Linked DNA regions of Mus musculus: all the other regions are linked to region 3. Evidence: chromatin contacts called from public Hi-C and HiChIP or PLAC-seq data. All regions are on one chromosome and are shown on one strand. The core of a region is the stretch at or near the end of the contact, and the rest is flanking DNA. Distances in the headings are between cores, read along the strand shown. Region 1 overlaps Efl1 (elongation factor like GTPase 1). Region 2 has its middle 36 kb from the start of A530021J07Rik. Region 3 holds the start of Mex3b (mex3 RNA binding family member B). Region 4 holds the start of Efl1 (elongation factor like GTPase 1). Region 5 overlaps Efl1 (elongation factor like GTPase 1).

Evidence for each region. A called contact is a pair of places that touch in the nucleus more often than the background predicts. HiChIP or PLAC-seq counts read pairs in DNA pulled down with a chosen protein or histone mark.
Region 1: a contact with region 3 is called in an HNF4G HiChIP or PLAC-seq map of pancreatic cancer cells. The contact joins the enhancer-like site here to the promoter of Mex3b in region 3. A contact is called at or near these places in 7 of 39 promoter capture datasets (the HPC-7 cell line, embryonic stem cells, frontonasal cranial neural crest and 4 more), 5 of 484 Hi-C or Micro-C datasets (CD8 T cells, the N1E-115 cell line, embryonic stem cells and 2 more), 9 of 115 datasets of contacts at active chromatin or transcription factors (the SCID.adh cell line, astrocytes, bone marrow-derived macrophages and 5 more) and 2 of 9 other capture datasets (adipose tissue and liver).
Region 2: a contact with region 3 is called in a Hi-C map of uterus, with 5 times the contacts expected there. The contact joins the enhancer-like site here to the promoter of Mex3b in region 3. A contact is called at or near these places in 14 of 39 promoter capture datasets (the 3T3-L1 cell line, 3T3-L1-derived adipocytes, the HPC-7 cell line and 10 more), 8 of 484 Hi-C or Micro-C datasets (CD4 T cells, large pre-B cells, olfactory sensory neurons and 1 more), 22 of 115 datasets of contacts at active chromatin or transcription factors (the 230-238 cell line, SST interneurons, VIP interneurons and 17 more) and 3 of 9 other capture datasets (adipose tissue, liver and pancreatic islet).
Region 4: a contact with region 3 is called in an H3K4me3 HiChIP or PLAC-seq map of embryonic stem cells, with 23 read pairs. The contact joins the promoter of Efl1 here to the promoter of Mex3b in region 3. A contact is called at or near these places in 7 of 39 promoter capture datasets (the 3T3-L1 cell line, the HPC-7 cell line, hematopoietic stem and progenitor cells and 3 more), 16 of 484 Hi-C or Micro-C datasets (CD4 T cells, CD8 T cells, the N1E-115 cell line and 9 more), 9 of 115 datasets of contacts at active chromatin or transcription factors (the SCID.adh cell line, astrocytes, bone marrow-derived macrophages and 5 more) and 2 of 9 other capture datasets (adipose tissue and liver).
Region 5: a contact with region 3 is called in an H3K27ac HiChIP or PLAC-seq map of acute myeloid leukemia, with 4 times the contacts expected there. The contact joins the enhancer-like site here to the promoter of Mex3b in region 3. A contact is called at or near these places in 9 of 39 promoter capture datasets (the 3T3-L1 cell line, the C10 cell line, the HPC-7 cell line and 6 more), 3 of 484 Hi-C or Micro-C datasets (the C10 cell line, embryonic stem cells and palatal mesenchyme), 18 of 115 datasets of contacts at active chromatin or transcription factors (the 230-238 cell line, the SCID.adh cell line, acute myeloid leukemia and 12 more) and 1 of 9 other capture datasets (embryonic stem cells).

Annotation. Positions count from the first base shown.
Region 1 is chr7:82,663,094-82,666,573 of GRCm38.p6, reverse strand. The region is part of intron 4 of Efl1 (elongation factor like GTPase 1); the gene reads right to left. Among named protein-coding and RNA genes, the nearest start is that of Efl1, 16 kb to the right of the region's middle. Within about 2 kb of position 1,728, at least 71 of the 459 cell types and tissues checked have an H3K27ac peak or open chromatin away from gene starts, as enhancers often do. A contact at or near this core is called in pancreatic cancer cells, where this site is marked.
Region 2 is chr7:83,110,408-83,113,657 of GRCm38.p6, reverse strand. No RefSeq gene overlaps it. Among named protein-coding and RNA genes, the nearest start is that of A530021J07Rik, 36 kb to the left of the region's middle. Within about 2 kb of position 1,552, at least 4 of the 459 cell types and tissues checked have an H3K27ac peak or open chromatin away from gene starts, as enhancers often do. A contact at or near this core is called in uterus, where this site is marked.
Region 3 is chr7:82,866,049-82,869,113 of GRCm38.p6, reverse strand. It overlaps Mex3b (mex3 RNA binding family member B), which reads right to left and starts at 1,781. Exons shown (of 2, transcript NM_175366.3): 1 at 1,187-1,781; 2 at 1-358. The coding sequence starts at 1,463. It overlaps Gm36584 (a long non-coding RNA gene), which reads left to right and starts at 1,818. Exons shown (of 5, transcript XR_003946820.1): 1 at 1,818-3,065.
Region 4 is chr7:82,646,595-82,650,035 of GRCm38.p6, reverse strand. Efl1 (elongation factor like GTPase 1) reads right to left here and starts at 1,422. Exons shown (of 20, transcript NM_175317.3): 1 at 1,358-1,422; 2 at 405-510. The coding sequence starts at 495. Saxo2 (stabilizer of axonemal microtubules 2) reads left to right here and starts at 1,508. Exons shown (of 3, transcript NM_177894.4): 1 at 1,508-1,644. The coding sequence starts at 1,607.
Region 5 is chr7:82,687,028-82,690,080 of GRCm38.p6, reverse strand. The region is part of intron 12 of Efl1 (elongation factor like GTPase 1); the gene reads right to left. Among named protein-coding and RNA genes, the nearest start is that of Efl1, 40 kb to the right of the region's middle. Within about 2 kb of position 1,415, at least 64 of the 459 cell types and tissues checked have an H3K27ac peak or open chromatin away from gene starts, as enhancers often do. A contact at or near this core is called in acute myeloid leukemia and hippocampal neurons, where this site is marked.

The DNA.
Region 1 (3,480 bases), core at 479-2,978, 200 kb after region 3:
TGCCGGCAAAGCTACATTTCCAACCCCTCCTGATGACTTATTTGTAGGGGAATTATAAGTGAAAAGTTTTGTCAGTGTGCCAAATGATCTTTCCAATCTGTAACAGAACCTTCTACCTCAGCTCTCTGATGCTGATGGGGGAGGGTGATAGCAACTTTCCAGTTTGTAACAGGGATCCCTGATGTAGCACTTGGGGACAGAAATTTCTCTGCCTTCTTTCCTAGGCATTCTCGTTGTAGGCCAAGCAACAAATTAAAATAACAAAATCTTTTTTCTTATGTGCCTGGCCACTGAGAAAAAAGTCCATCTGAAATTCTTTATGGTAGAAATCTCTCGATTCCTGCTAATGGGGTTATGGGAAACACTCTGCCATACCCTTCACTTTAGGGTGGTTTGAGGAAACTGTCTGAACCAAGTTGTCTCCAGTACCTGGCTAAAGGCTGCTCTGTGGACTAAGTAGTCCTCTTCCAAAACATGGCAGGTGACCATAGATGCTCATGAAAGCTCAGGAGAAAACGTCCCTCAGCAAGAGAAAAATTCACCTTTCAGGTAGAGATCTGAACTTCATGGAAGCACCTTGTTTATATTTCAGTGTATTAGAAAAGGAAGACTGAATCTAACTGACCAAAAGTAGCAGCAACACAAGCAGAAACTGAGTTATCTGACGCACACTTCTGAAGACAGAAGAGTCACAACTATATACATAAATTACGCAGCCCCTGCAGAGTGCCTGACTACAGGTCTTCCTCCATATTACCCCTGTCTGTGTTTTAAATCAATGTGAAAGGCTAGGTTATACAAGTAATAGAGTGCCCTCTGTAGTCTGAGTCTGGCGGATCTCTTAAGGGCGCATCCTTAGCTTGGATAGGAGATAGCAGAAGCCTTCCGAGGTGGGGCCCAGTGGTAAGTCTTAGGTCACCCAGTGCCCTCCAAGGGGCGAGCAGGACTCTAGTCTCTTCCTTTCTCTCTCACTTCCTAGTGAGATATTTCCTCTGCTACACGGTCCATCTACAGTATGCTATCTCAACCACAGGCAAACAAGCCTGGGCCAAAACCTCCACATTCCTGAGCCAAAATAAACCTTTCTTCTTTATGTGAATTATTTCAGGTATTTGGTAACTACAACAGAATGCAAATACAGCTTATTTGGTAGATTATAAGGCATAAGACACACTATCTTCTATCTGTGGAATACTGTATTAAATATGTTTATATATAGTATAAATGTCTTAAATATAGGAATGGTTTTCCCAATTTGTAACAGAAATCTTCAAGTAGTGTTTGAAACACATCCCTGCTGCTGCACTCAGGGTCAGTAAGTTCTATGCCCTTTTTTCTCAGGCATTCTGGAGTGGGAAGATGGAGCAAGACAATGGGGGTCATCCTCATGAGCAGCTCACCATAAGAGGAATGGTGTAGACTCAGAGTCTCAAATGAGGGTTTGGTAGGAAGAGATTAATGACTTAGGAGTAATGAACAAAGTAGGCTTTCCTCTGGCTGCAACCCATCCAAAAGCTTTCTCTGGATCTGCCTCCAACCTGAAACAAACTGGACCATGCAATGCTGCCCATGGTTTACTTCATTCACTTTCTTTCTTTTTGTTTTGTTTTTTGGTTTTTTTTTTCAGTATAATTTCAGTCCACACCAGCTATCAGGACTGTGGCCACATCCTGGACTTTCACATCATAGAGAACAGCCCTCCCTTTGTTGGTCTGTTGTGGCTGTAGTAAACAGAGCAGCTGTACTTCCACACTACCATGAGTCATTACTTGCTGATGACTCAACTCTGCTACACCACCCTGGAAGGGGAGTCGGACATTAATGTCCAATCCTCTTGCAAACGTCACCTTGCCAGTGTGTGCCATTATTGTAACATGCTGGGCCTATCAGAGTAGTTGAGAGAATAATCGTAGTAGGAAACCTGGGCCAGAGAGAAGAATGCAGCAAGAACTCAAGTTGAAAAGAACTGTGTACATACATAATTGTGTTTAGAGGCCAAAGCTGGAGGAAGATAGACACAGATGGAAAGATGCTAAGTGGGGCCTGAATCCAGAACACATGTCTTTTCTAAAGACAGAAGACAGGCAAAGATGTCATAGTTACAGTTTAAGGGACGGTGGCAGACAGCTAAGACTTCTTTTCTGCAAGAAAGAAAACAGCAATGTCTGCTGAGTCTGGAAAGGGGTTTGAGGGGTATGTCAAAGACTGCCAAGAGGTTTCAAATAGCTGTTGGGGAGAATGAGCAAAACCTCGTCCATAGGAAAGCAGTGGAAAGCTGGCCTATATAAGGCTGAAGAGGGAGAAGTGTAGGGAACGAACTTCATCAGGATGGAGTTTTGCTGGAGGAAGTGCTAGAGGGTCAAGGAAGCATAAACAATGTTGGACGAAGATGTTGGGAAAACAGATGGTCAAGGGACATCCCTGTGCTGTAGAAGGCACAGATCAAGTAAAGGAGGCTAATGGGGCCCAGAAAGCTCAGACTCTTATGAAATAAAGAGGTGGTATTTCAGCATGTGGGCAGAAGAGCAGGGGAAAGCAAAGCCAGTAAAGAAGGGCGCAGTGAAATCTGACTGTTCTTACTACTGACTGAGTTCTTACTACCGTTTTTACTCCTCAGCTGGTCACGTGTGGAACTTTCTGTTGTTCCCAAGATGAGATCTATGTAATCCAGGCTACTCTCAGAATCAGAGGCCGAAACAATCCTCCTTATAGATGCCTGAGTAGGTGGGAGAAGTGCATGATCCTACCAGGCTCAACAGCAAGTATTTAAATTTGAAATGCTAAATAGCATAGTTACTGAAAGGTCAACCCATAAGAGAAGTCATTTTAGGGATGGTAAAAGCTATGTTGGAGAGTTGGGAACAAGCAAAACAAACAAACAAACAAACAAAAACAAAACAAAACCTTATTCTAAGTATACCATTTTGTTTTCAGAAACTAAATCCAAGGTCCCAGGCACTAAGTCGGCTGAGGACTTCCCTACAGCAGAACAGCTTCTGTTGTAAACAGTTGTCTGAGTCCAAACATCTCAGGGACAACTTATGAGGAGACAGTTGTGAGTCCAAACATCTCAGGGACAACTTCCTCATCTTGATGGCAGAGCCAAAGAAGTTGGTCATGTTCCCAAGCCTACGAATGAACAACTATCCCACTTCTCCAAATGTTTTAACTGTCCGTTAATTGGTAAAGAATATAGAAAGTGCTGTTATCTAAACCAAGGTGCATAAGTTATAAAAATATATAACTAATTGCCTGTTATGCCCACTACAAGCAGCTGACTCATTCATTCCTTTGTCCCCGTATGACTCTGAACTCCTAATGTCTAGGAGAATGATTTAAGCCAGGTGGCCCGGAGATGGCCCAGTCTCCAACGGGTACTCCCTAGCTTCACCCATAACGTCAGCTCCTCCTTGCTCTGTATTCCTATTCTTTGCAATAAAACAGAGATGCTCCTCGGCGGCAAGGTTCACATCTCGAAAT
Region 2 (3,250 bases), core at 303-2,802, 240 kb before region 3:
ATTTCAGAACAGAACAAAATCAATAAATGCTAAGCATAGAGCCAGTACATCTTATATTCTTTTCTGATAATCTTAAAAACATCTCTTTACACTGAAGCTGGAAACTGTAACTTAGCCACAGAAATCCAAGCACTGAAGGATTCCAAAGCATCTTTTAGAGTCTAACATTGAGTGGACGATGAGGATCCTTCATATTAGATGAATTCTGCAGAATCCACTCACAGTCACTGGAGTGGGTCATGGTGAGGCTGCTGGGGAGAACAGGGATGCCCCCTCACGTCCACCCCCATCTGATGCTCCTCCTGTTGCCTCCCTCACATCTGGGTGTGGCTCCCAGAGTGGGAGGCCAAGCACACTGGCCCCTCAGTCTCTGAGGAAGCTGACCTTAAACGTCTTCTCCTTTACCAGGACCACCGCCAGATCACACGGGTAAGCTTGGCTTTTTAAATGTATTCTTTCGAAAATCTGCCAGGGCCAGAACTTTGCAGTAATCTTTTTATTTCCTGCCTTTTTGTCTTCCATTTCCTAAAGCTGTAGGCTTTAAAAGTCCAAGATGTGGACAGGCAGAACCCAGTGGGGACAGAATAAAAATAAATGTTCAATGCTATTTACCTAAAATGGTAATATAAAAATGTAATTTGTATTATTCAATGTGAATACAGTCTTGGTTTCAAAAGAAAAGCAAGTGGGTTTGGTGGATCACAAAACATATGAAAACTAGATCAACTCCAACAAGTTACATATAGGTGTGTGCACACATATACATATACATATATATATATATATATATATATATATATATATATGTATATATATATATATATACAAATAACAGTAATTATTCAAGAAGAGATTGTCAATTTGGGAGGGGAGGAGTTGGAGGGGCAGAGGGAGGAGCAGAAGTGTTTAGAAATAGTCCTCATCTATGAAGTCCTCAACCAATTAAAATTAGTCTGCTTTACAAATGTGAATATCTTATGTAGGAATACATAATTTGGAAAAAATACATTAATAACGTAATTCAGATCAAGCAAAAGTAACAAAGCTTGCTCCAAGCTGATAGTTATTTGTTAAAGTTGGGCATAGTGGCTACCTTGTGCAGCTCCTGCTACCTTTATTCTTCCTTTAAGTTTTTGTGCTATATTCACTTCTAAATTACTCTTTCCTTCCATCAAGACAGGGCAGTATACATTCAATCACATCAAAAATTGGTTCAACATTAGGAAATCCACTTCAAAATCTCCTTATATCACTAGAAAAGAAACAACTTCAAAGATACACTTTTGAAGAAAAAAAGTCCTAGTCATCCCAGAAAAAAAAAGATGTATTTTGTTAAAATAATAAAACATATTTCAATCTAGCAGCTAGCATGATTTTTATAAATTGAGGCAAACACTTACATAGGATTTATTAGTTATTGTTTTTCCATTTGGATATTTTTGTATGGGTAAGCATCATTTGTTTTTCCTGCCAAGCCCATAAGGAGTAAATTATTACTACCATTCTCATTTTATGTGTGATGGATCCAAGAGCAGAGAGGTTAAGCTAGAGTTCGCATAGCTCATCCGGGAGAGGGCTGGGATGGAGACCCACATGCTTCTAATCCCAAGCCTATCTCTCGGCCTCTGTGCCTTGGCACCTCTCTCATTGTGCTTTACCTGTGGGAAAATGCACAAAAATCTACCACCAGCATCAGGACCACACCCACTCTACCCCTGTGACTTCACAGCTATTCGGTGTTATTCTGAAAGCTCCAGTGATTAAGAAACATAATGAAGGAGAAACACACACACAAGAGAGAGAAAATGAATATACTGAGAAAGACAATGTGTGTTTTCCCATTATCTGAACACTGAAACTATTTCCTCTGAGAAATTCAAGATAATCAGTTGGAAAATTATTGGAATGAATTAGCCAATGTAGGAAAGCGAGTACACAAAAGAAAGCTGTCCTGTGCTTCAGAGATTTTCAGTTAGAGAGCATAATGAAAAATAGATTCCCTTAGGGACAGCAGGGAAAGACTCTGCAATGCCTAGGAACAAGGACGAAGGTAAACAGTACAACACTGTGTCTGAGCGAAGGGAAGCACGCATTTGAGTACACGAAAATAAAAATAAGACTATGAAAAATAAATCATACGGCAAGTCCCTGGAGGCAAACTTTCTGTTACAGCAATCTGGATTCCCCAGAATTAATTTGTAACAATGGTATGTTACTATTACAACCCCAGTACAGTGAACTGCCTGGTGTCTGCCTCCTCCTAGACCCAGTTGTAGCTCACACCTCCCAGGGGACAAACTTTGGGATGGGGGTGGGGGTGGGGGGCTGGAAGGAATTGAGGTGCATGACCTCATAGGGACAGGACTTTAAGCCAACAGGACAGTGGCTTATTTACACAGAGAAAGGCTTTCCTGTGAATCTTCCCTTCTCTCAATTCCCTGCCCTGCCTCTGCCTCTCCCACAGTGAGGCTGCAGGAGGCCCTGAATGAACATCCCTGACTGTGTTAGCTCCTTGACCCAAGACTTGTCATGTCCAGAGCTTTGAGAAAATCAATTTCTCAACTGCTTAAGTCACTCTGCCTGTGGTGTTTCATTCTGATAACCCCAACTCACTCATATGGCCCTGAAGATCTTTGTTAAGTATTTGGTAAAATTGTTCTTAAATTCATCTAAAAGACTAGAGGGTTAAGACATTTATTCTAAGGAAGGAAAAAAATCGTTATTTGTCATGTTTCATGGTAGTAATTTATTCAGGCAAGAATTACCAATGGAGTCTCAAGACAAGGAGGTGAGGATTTGACGTATAAAGGGGTAGTTATACAGTTTCTAAGAATGTCCCCACATGGTTCTTATTCATCATAGAAACACAATGATAACTTCATAGAAGGATGCCTGGCAGAGCCCACCTTCATTTGGGTGTGCCAATTAGCATTACTATCTGGCTGTGAGATGGACTAGTAGGTGACAGTACCTGCTATCAAGCCTGGTGTCTTAGAGTTTCTATTGTTGCCACGAAACACCATAAATTGAGGAGGAAAGGGTTTAATCCAGCTTATACTTCCAGAGCCTAGTCCATTACTGGAGAAAGTCAGGACAGGAACTAAAGCAAGGCTGGAACCTGGAGACAGGAGCTGACACAGAGGCTGTGGAGGGATGCTGCTTACTTGCTTGCTTACCCCTGCCTTCCTATAGAACTCAGGATCACCAGCCCAGGGATGGTGATCCACCACCACAATGGGCTGGGACCTCC
Region 3 (3,065 bases), core at 532-3,031:
AAAACTGGCTCCTTGTCTCGGCTGGGTGTCACAATATATGTATGTGTCTGCTGTTGAATGCGCTTGATCGTGGCGCCCTTTGGACCCACCACGAGCCCTACCACGCGGTATGGCACCCTCACTTGGATAGTGGTCTGTCCCGGCAGGTTGGGCGGTCCGGGCACAGCTCCGTTGAGAGCCGTGTTCTTGTTACGAGAGGCTCGGATCATGGAGAAGTGCTCTGCGGCAGAGATGATCTCCCTCCGAGCCATAGCCACATCCTCCTTCCTGCCCGTCACAACAAAGACAGGCTCCTCCCCGCGAACTGGGGTCTTGATGTAAGTGTTGGTCTTCGCCCTCAAAGCTTTGATTTTACAACCTGGAAGCCAGGGTTCAAGGGAGGGAGTAGGAGAAATAGAGAAAGAGACACGCCCATTATCCCAGGATAACCGCGGAGACCCGGGACAGCCCGCGCCCAAGGCAGCTGGGCAGCAGAACACGCGACCAGAGAAAGGGGGCGTCTCCCTCGCTGACCCCGAACCGCGCTAGGAGCTGGACCGCCGGTTCTGTCCTCGAAACGCTCGAGGAATAAATAGCCCATTGGCTGCCTGGCCCTCCCCCGGTAACTGCAGTCGTCCCAAGCAAAGCGCAGAACCCCAGAAAAGTCATCTAGGGGGATGCTGCTGGTATCCAACTGAGCACACTGATTGCCTTGAAGACCAGGGGCTCCCGGGAAGCCGCGATCCCTAGACTCTGGAGGACTAGGGGTGGGGTTAAGAGAATGGCAGTCCTGGGACCCATTGTTCCTTCCCTGGACTCTATTCCATTCCGCTTTGCAGAAATCCCGAATCCTCATCCCTTCGGACGACCCCCCCCCATACTGCCCCCTCCCAAAGGACCACCAGAGGTCCCCTCCCCCAGTATATTATATTTTAAACATCTTTCCTAGAGTGGACTAAGTCTGGAGCACTAGAGGAAAAGGCAGTGATTTTAGCAGGAGAAAGTGCATCCCGCCGCGGCACTGGCGCCGCTGTGGAAGACAGCCTGCCTGCACTTTCTTTGTCTAGTGCGCCGGCCCATCGCGCGGCTCTTCCTCCCTCCCCAAGGCTCCCCCGCGCCACAGCTCCCGTTCCTGCACCCGCCCTCACAGTGAGGCGGTGGCGGAGATCCTACACACCCCTCCGGTCCCCATCCCTGCCGGACCCACCTTGCCTCCCTACGATCTCCGCGACGTGTTCGGAACTGGGTACCGGCACGCACTCGGTCATGTTCACGCTCTTCTTGCGCGGTTCGCTGTCGTACAAAGAGGCGCCCTCATCACTGTCCAGTCCCAACAGGGAGAGCTGATCGAGCGCAAGCTGCAGGGCTCTTTGGTCATCCAGAGTCTCTCCCCCGCCGCTGCCACCGCCGCCTCCCCCGCCGCCGCCTCCCCCGCCGCCGCCGCTGCCGTTGCGCTCCAGGTCTGCAAACAGCGAGCTGGGCATCGCTCCGCCGTGCGCGCCGCGCCCCAGCCGGCTCTCTGCTCGGCAGCTAGAAGGTGCAGCCACAAAGGCAGCCGGGAAGCCGGCAGTCAGGGGCGGGGAGGCCGGTCGGCTGCGGAGGGCTCCGTGGCTCGTTTTTCGGCGCTCGGAGGAGTGGGTCTCTGCGTGCAATCCGCACCGGGCAGTGGCTGCAAGAGCCCCCGCCTGGGTCCCCACCCCAGATCTGCTGGCGGTTGGGGTGGGGGCAGAGCTCGAGCGGCGGCCGCGCGTGCCCCCCGAGTGCCCGGCTGGCTGGCCACAATGCCGAGCGCAAAGCGAACAGGCGAGCGACAGCAGCGTTTCTTTAAGGAGCCCCTCCCCGGCTCCTCCACTCCCTCCCTCCCTCCCTCCCGCCCGCCCTCACTCAGCGCTTTTTCCTCCTCTCCTACCCGCCTCTTGACTGAGCCTCTGCAGCCAGACGGCTCCGGAGGGGGACGAGGGAGGCGCAACGTCACCGGCGGGAGCTGACACTACAATGCTACTGACACTATCGCTGGGGGAGGCGATTGGCGCGCGCCAGGCCGGGGGCGGGCGGAGGCCGGGGCTGAGAGAGCGGAGCCAGCGCCACCCCCATCGAGCTCGCCGCAGCCCGCCCCGGCCTCCTCCCGGCCGCGCCCCTCCCCCGCCGCCGCCGCGAACGCCTCTCTTTGTTGTCTAATGCGGGACCGGCTGGCTCGGGACATTTATATGTACCTATCAGCCGAGGACAACCACTGTCCTCAAGTCTCTTTCCTCTCCAGGTTGAGAAGAAAAGGCGCCCAACTGTGATGCCAGCCGCCAAGCTCCAAAGAGCGGTCCTTCTAAAGTCCCGTTACTGCCCCCAAATAAAGCATCCCTGGAGCCGACGCGACCACTAGGTGGACGGTATACTGTACAAGGTATCTGTACCACAGGGCGGCCCAACCCTGGGACGCGGAACCAAAGGCTCGAGATCCTGGGCCCCATTGGTATTGTGACTGCTGGGCGCGAGCTGCCCACCTGCGCGGGAGCGCACGCCACACAAAAGACACGCCCGCCCACACTGCCACTCGCGCGCGCGCTCACATTTCCGTCCCCTTGGGTAGCACTTTGCCCAAGTGGCCCTGAAAGAACGAATGCCAAAACCAGAAACCGGTTGCAGAAAGGGCCCGACCCGCACCGCTGCAGGTGACCTCTAGGGTCCCGCACATGCCTGGCGCGCGGACTGAGACCCCGCGGGCTCCCACACGCGCACGAGCGCCGCGCGCCCACTGCCGGGACGCCAGCCCTACACTGCCCGGGAACAGTGAGGGCGTGCGCGCCCGCCGCTCCCAGGCCCGCCCCTCCCTGCGGTCAGGCATGCGCAGTGCCTGAGAGGAGCCCAGAGCGCGCCGGCCCCGCCCTCCGCCCAGCCCGGCCCCGCCGGGAGGTGTGTGGTCGGGCCTGGCGCTCTTTGTGCGCTTCTCGGGTTGGGGGAGGCGGCGGAGGAAGGGTGCGACAGGACTAGCGGGCGGCCAAGGCGAACTGCGCCCCCTCCTGGCTTCTCCACCGATAGCCTCCGAGCGCAAGCGAAAAGAAAGGAGGTTTTGAGGGGCGGGCCGGGGCGGG
Region 4 (3,441 bases), core at 173-2,672, 220 kb after region 3:
CACCACGAAGCCCCGATTCCTCCCTAAAGCTTCTCTGGCTGGACAGGTTGGCCTCATAAATGTCTAGGGCCTGACAAATCTAAAAAAGCACTGCCAACTTAGCAAATGCTCAGTATAGGATGAATTAAATAGAATTTATAGAAGATATATTCTACCAAGACCACAGACATTTTACCATCTCAAGAAACTTTTCCATATTTTAACAAAAATCCAAATTCAAAAGCATTGTATGACATACTGGGCAGACCACCAATCACCCGTTAATCCATTTATTTCAAACGTTCTACAGCATGCTTCTCTGACATGGCACAACACACAACTCCTTAGCAAGCATCACTCTCACCGCTCCAATGAAACAGAGACATTTCCTCTTTGTTAATAAAACCCAATTCTAAAAGCCTTACCGTGGTCAACATGAGCCAGAACACAGATATTCCTAATGTTGGCAGTGTTCTTCTGAAGTCGAATCATCTTATCAACACCACTGAGCACCATGGTTATTTCCTGGGACTAAACATTAAATGCAAATTAAAAATGGTACAAAATCTAGTGGGGGTGGGGGTGGGGGTGGTGTGCACAACAGCGAAAACCAAATGGACAAACTGAGAGGGAGATGCTGATGCTGACAAGTCGCCTCAGATTCCTTAACTGAGAACCCAATGAATGTTTAGCCACATCTATTTCCTTCTGGCCCTGAGGGGATATAGTCCTTTAGGCCCATGTTCCATGGTAAAGTCCACACATCCTGCTGACAGTACTTGTGGGGTGAGCTGGGAGTTTCCGGATCTGCCATGCGATGAATCACGCAGTTGGGAGCCAGGTGCAGAGGCGCCCGGCTAAGTCACACTCACACTCACATACATACATACATACATACATACACACACACACACACACACACACACACACACACACACCAGAGACAGACAGTCAGTCTCTCTCTCTCTCTCTCTCTCTCTCTCACACACACACACACACACACACACACACACACACCCTTCCCTACTTCAGTCCCTCCAAAAGTCTGCCTTTCTGTCAAGCTTGCTGGCTTTTATCAGACATGAGAACTTCGGCCCTGTGACTGCACTGAGTGTCCTTAAAAGTTTTTGGATCACGTGCCTAGGAACACACCAGGTGCACGACACACCTTCTACCCCTCTCTCCAATTAAAAGAAGCAAATCGAGGTCTGCATGCCCTTCCTCCTCTTGGGTTCCTGGAGTCGCTGCCGCTGAGAGTACCGGGTCCCTATAAAGTGCAGCCGCTCGGGACACTCCTCGCCCAGCCCAATCGACATGACCCCCCCGGGTCTCCGTCACCGTCTGGTCGCCGGCGTCCCTAGCAAGTCCCCCCACTCACCAGCTCCACGCCGCACCTCACCCACGCACCTAAGACTCCAGGGGTAGCTCAGACCGGAAGTCGCAGGAGCCTGGGGGCGGGGCCTGTGGGCCTGTGACCTCTGACCCGCGCGCATCTAGAACATCACCGGAAGCCACGTCGTTTCCCTTCAACTTGGAGTTCCGCGGTCGCCTTGACGACGGCGGACGCTGTAGCTGCTCTGAAGTGTGCCAGCCTAAGCCTGCGGAGGGGGACGCTGGAGCGCAGAGCATGAGGAACTGGTGTCTGTGCCAGATTTGCACCTGCGGGTAAGAAACGTCCGCCCGGTGTGGCGTCCGCAGAGCCGCGAGCCCCGCCGCGCACACCCCCTAAGGACTCCCTTGCCTGAACCGGAGGAGACCCCTACTCCACCCCCACCCCCCACCCCCCACCCCCGACCTTATGCTCTGCTAAATGCTGCCCATTTCCTCTGCTTGGCTAGCTCCTGGGCAAAACTTATTTTCTTTGCATTCCCTGAGGCTTCCCATCCAGAGATTTAAGCTAAAATACAGTTCAGATCAGCTAAGTAGTATGAGCAAATATGGCTGGTAAGTGATGGAGTCACCCACCGATTCTATTGGTTAACTTAAAAGAACAGTATCCATGGTATTTCGTTTGCCACCCAGAACCTTCCATCCTCTAAACTCTATTTTTATTCCTGCCAAGGCAACATTTTCCTGAGGCCTTTCTGACAGACAAAAATGGCAATAGTCCTCACCGTAAACCTCAGGTTTGGTTTGTAAGTCCTGCCTAACAACTTTACATCACCAGTAAACACATTCTTCTCTATCCTCAAGCTTACTGTTTACCCAGGGGTTAGATCACCTTTGATAAGTGAATAAGAGTAACTGAGTAACGCCAAGCCCTTTGTACTTGTAATCCCCTTCTAAGGGCAACCAGCTACAACACATATTGATTGAGAGCAGTTTCTCAGCCCCTTTTGTAATAAACATTGTTTGTATGTTTGAACAGATGCAAACATAACTTTTAAGGCTTGAATCTGCAAAATCTTGTATGTAAGAAAAAAAATGTATTTGAATCTGAATTTATCTACAAACTAAGTTATTTTCCCATCCACCCATCAGGAAATTCATTATATTAGGGACTTTACATTCTTCAAGAATAATATCACCATCCACAGAGCTGGGGGGACTGCCAATGTAAGAGGAATCCCCTTTAGGCTTTGAAGCATGGCTAATAACTTCTGCCGAAATGTCCCTTGCAAACACTTAGTTGCAGCGAGAGCACTGCCTTAGCTGCTTTCAGTTTTATAACTGAGGTACAAGAATCTTTGACAAAATGGGTAGTTACTATGACATACATAGTTCCACTCAGCCAATGGTTTTTAAACTTTGGCTACCTTCATGAGTCATTGTCTCAAAACGGGGCAAAGATTCTTCACCATCATCCCTCCCCATACCACCTCTCATCTTTTGCCTCCTTTCCTGTTGGAAGGAAAGATGGAAGATCTGTCCATATTCATTTGTTGTTGAAGACTATCTGTTAGGTACATTTGCACCACTGTGGTAGCACTGTGGTAAAAACAGCGAAGGAGAGGAGGTCTGTTTGGGCATACAGTTTGAGAGGGTGCAGTCCCTGGCAGTCAAACATGGTGGGGTTCTTGTTCATGTAACACGAAGCAAGACTTTTTACATGCTGGCAGACCAGGAGGTAGAAAGCCTGTGGAATCAAGACCCAGGCTCTCATCTTCCAAGGGCTGCTGTTTACAACTTATTTCCAGGTAGAGGCCAGCTTCCAAAAGCCTTCCAGAGTGTTTCCATCAGCTGGAAAGCAAAGGTTCAAAATATGTGAACATCTCAGATTCAAACCATGATGCCATCTTTTCTCTCTTAGGGAACTAAAATTTAATTCCTTTGATTTTCCATTAGGGACGTCTGATCTCATCATTTCTGTGAGCTGGTTGGTTTGTTTGTTTGTTGTTTGTTTGTTTGTTTCAAAAAGACAGAGAAGTTTAACAAGTGTAAACAGCTATAACTGGCAGCAAAAGTATAAAGCGGAAGGGAAATTGCACACGTTAGACTAGGAGGATTTTGCTTTCTTTTATA
Region 5 (3,053 bases), core at 166-2,665, 180 kb after region 3:
CCACTAAGCAGAGTTCCACCTGGCTTCCACTTTAATTTCTGCCTCTAGGTTCCTGCCATGAGCCCATGCTCTGAGTCCTTCGATAATGAACTGTGGCACACTCTTATAAGCCACGGAATTCTTTCATCCTGCAGGGGCTTGGTCACAGTGTTTATCATAGCAATAGAGAGGAAACTAAGACACTTGAGCTGTAAGATTTTTTTTCCTAGAATAAGTAAATAAGTAAATGTAAACCAGACAAAAATAATAGGCATTTATAGTGATCAATTAGTATAAAATGAATCAAAGCCTGCTATTTAGGTGCCCACTGATTAATACCTACTGTGTCCTGCCCTGGTACAGGCATTGGGATGCTAGAAGAGGGAACAAAGCAGGCAAAGAGAAATCCATAGCCGTCACTTAAGTGTCTGTTAGACATCCAGTATTTATACAGAACAAAGAGGAATTGTTTGCATGGAAGTAGGGCTCTGTGGGTGGTGAGTTAGCTAGGTTACAGATAACCAACCACCTCCTAAACAGAGGGTAGCCACCAACACTAGGGACCAGAGGTGAGAATGTTGACTAGAGATGAAGGTCATGTTGGCACATAGATGAGAAAGGAAGAGACAGCAAAGGAAGTTCAGCTGGCTTCAGGCTGCCATGCACAGCTGCCATGCTCTGGCATGCTCTGATGCTGGTGGGAGAGTAAGGTGGCAGGGAAGCTTGCTGCAGTCAGTGCCATGACAACCATCTATAGGCTAGCACAGGTAACAGAAGCTTGCTGCAGTCAGTGCCATGACAACCATGCTATAGGCTAACACAGGTCACAGAGAGCAGGTGACGCAAAAGAAAAGGGGTATCTACCTGTCTGTCTACTAAAAGCTGGTTCTCAAGGACACAGAGCCACAAAAAGACCAGGGACAGCAGGGCAAGTCTTCCTGGAAAACCCCAATTTCTAATGAACTACCATTCAGAACAGCAAAAGCAAAGGCACAGAACATACAAAGGGACAAAGGCTAGAGCTGCCTACTCAGAGTTAGTGGGGTGCTGATGTGTCCTAGGATCCTGGAAGGCAGGCTCTACAGAGTGCCGTGGAAGACATAAGCTTTTAAGCCAGGCAGCTGCATTCAAACTCTTGTGCAATTCCTCTGGCTATGTTAGCATTCTGTCTAGGCCCCGCCCACTTGCCTCCTCCTCTCTCTAGCCTTCTGGCTCTAGCTCTGCTCTGTCTTCTCCCTCCTGCTCCTCCTCTCTCTGCATTCCCTTCCTCCTTCTCTCTCCACGTGCTCATGGCTGGCCTCAACTCCTCTCTCCCTCTCTGCCTTTCTCTGTCTCTACCACCCTCTCAACTCCCCTCCCCATGCCCCGAATAAACTCTAGTCTATACTACACCAGTGTGTGGCTGGACCCTCAGGAGGAAGGGATGCCTCAGCATGGGCTGCCCAGAGGCAACCCCTTCCCTCACACCTTATTGCAGCTCCACCAAACATATTCCTCTTCTCTTTATTTTTATAAAACACAACAGGCTATGTGACTGTTTTGTTTGTTTGTTTGTTTGTTTTCCTTAAGGCTATAACTTCCTCAGAAGTCAAACTGAAAGAAGAGCTGCTGTTGGATCTAAGTGGTGTTGCAGGAATATCCTAAGAGCTTAATGAACTGAAACCAATTGCTTATTCATGGTGGTGGAGTTAAAGCTTGACCTCTGAAGTGGTTTACCAGGTCTGTGCCTCAGAGATGAAGAGACCAGCAGAAGAGAAGAGAAATCCCTGACACAATCCCATAGAGAATACAGAGACATCATCTCCAACCAAGGAGGGAGCTGGGAAATGAGAGCAAAGATCCAGCATCCAGCAGGTGCCGGGCATGTCTTTCTCCATTTTCTCCTCACCATCTGTCATTATGTAGTGGTTGCTAATCTACACCAAAGGACAAGAATATTCTGCTGGCCCTGGCTTAGTATATCTACTATAGCAGAGATGGGAATGAGATCATATCACCCCCCAATGGTAGATGTCTTCACTCAAAGGCAGTACAACATATATGAAAAACCGCACCCACAAGATAGAAAAGAATGAGGTAGGGATGGCGACTTAACTCGGGAATATCTGAAAACACTGTATGGTGTTTTCACACATGAAGTATTAAATGTAATGGTAATTATGAAGTATAGTAATTTCATAATGAGTATTAAAATGGAGTGAGAAGACAAAGTAAATCAGTAAAACAATTTTACAGAGAATTGATTGCTCCACCAAAACATATGAATATATGAAGACTATTAAAAAAAATACTCAGAAGACAAAACAAAGTAGTATAGGAAAAGTTACCATTATTATCTATAAAAAGATGAAGGATGAGTCACAGAGGAATTTTAAGTGGTACATAAATGTACTTGAGGCCTGGGGAGTGCCCTTCAACTCTTCAGCATGCTCTAGAGTCTGAAATACCTTCAGTGGCCACACATCACATCTGCCACTGTACAGAGCACTGAAGTCTCACCTGGCAAGGGTCAGAACACACAGCCACACACCAACTTCAGCTACTCGCTCACCTGCCTCCAGGTTCCTATCTTCCTCCTCTGCCCACTCACTGTCCACACTTTCCCTCCTCAGGGGACATTCATTCCTCATCCACACTCATTCACTCCTTCATTTCTCTTCAGAACAACAATTCTTACGATCAAATCACTATGAGAAAGCTAAAACAAAAAACCCCAAACCACGTACACAATCTCTCTCTTAAAGAATGAGCAGAGTCTTACAGAAAAGGAAAAAGAAGACTGTAAGATGAGGCACAGCATGAAGGACATAATGTGTCTTAGTGTCTGTCCTCTTGAACCATCTGCCCCATCTGAACCCCAAAGTCTAAATAGAAGGGGAGGCAGGCACCCTGGGAAGGAGAAGAACACATGGAGAGTACATAGGTTCTCTGAACTTTCTGAAATCCTCTCCACAACCTCTGCAGACACACGCTGTACAGAGAACTGATGACCAGACATGCCGTCTGCACTGAGGCAGACATACCTAGAGACAGGGTTGGCTTAGACCACACCATACCTGCCATATTCAGTGCAA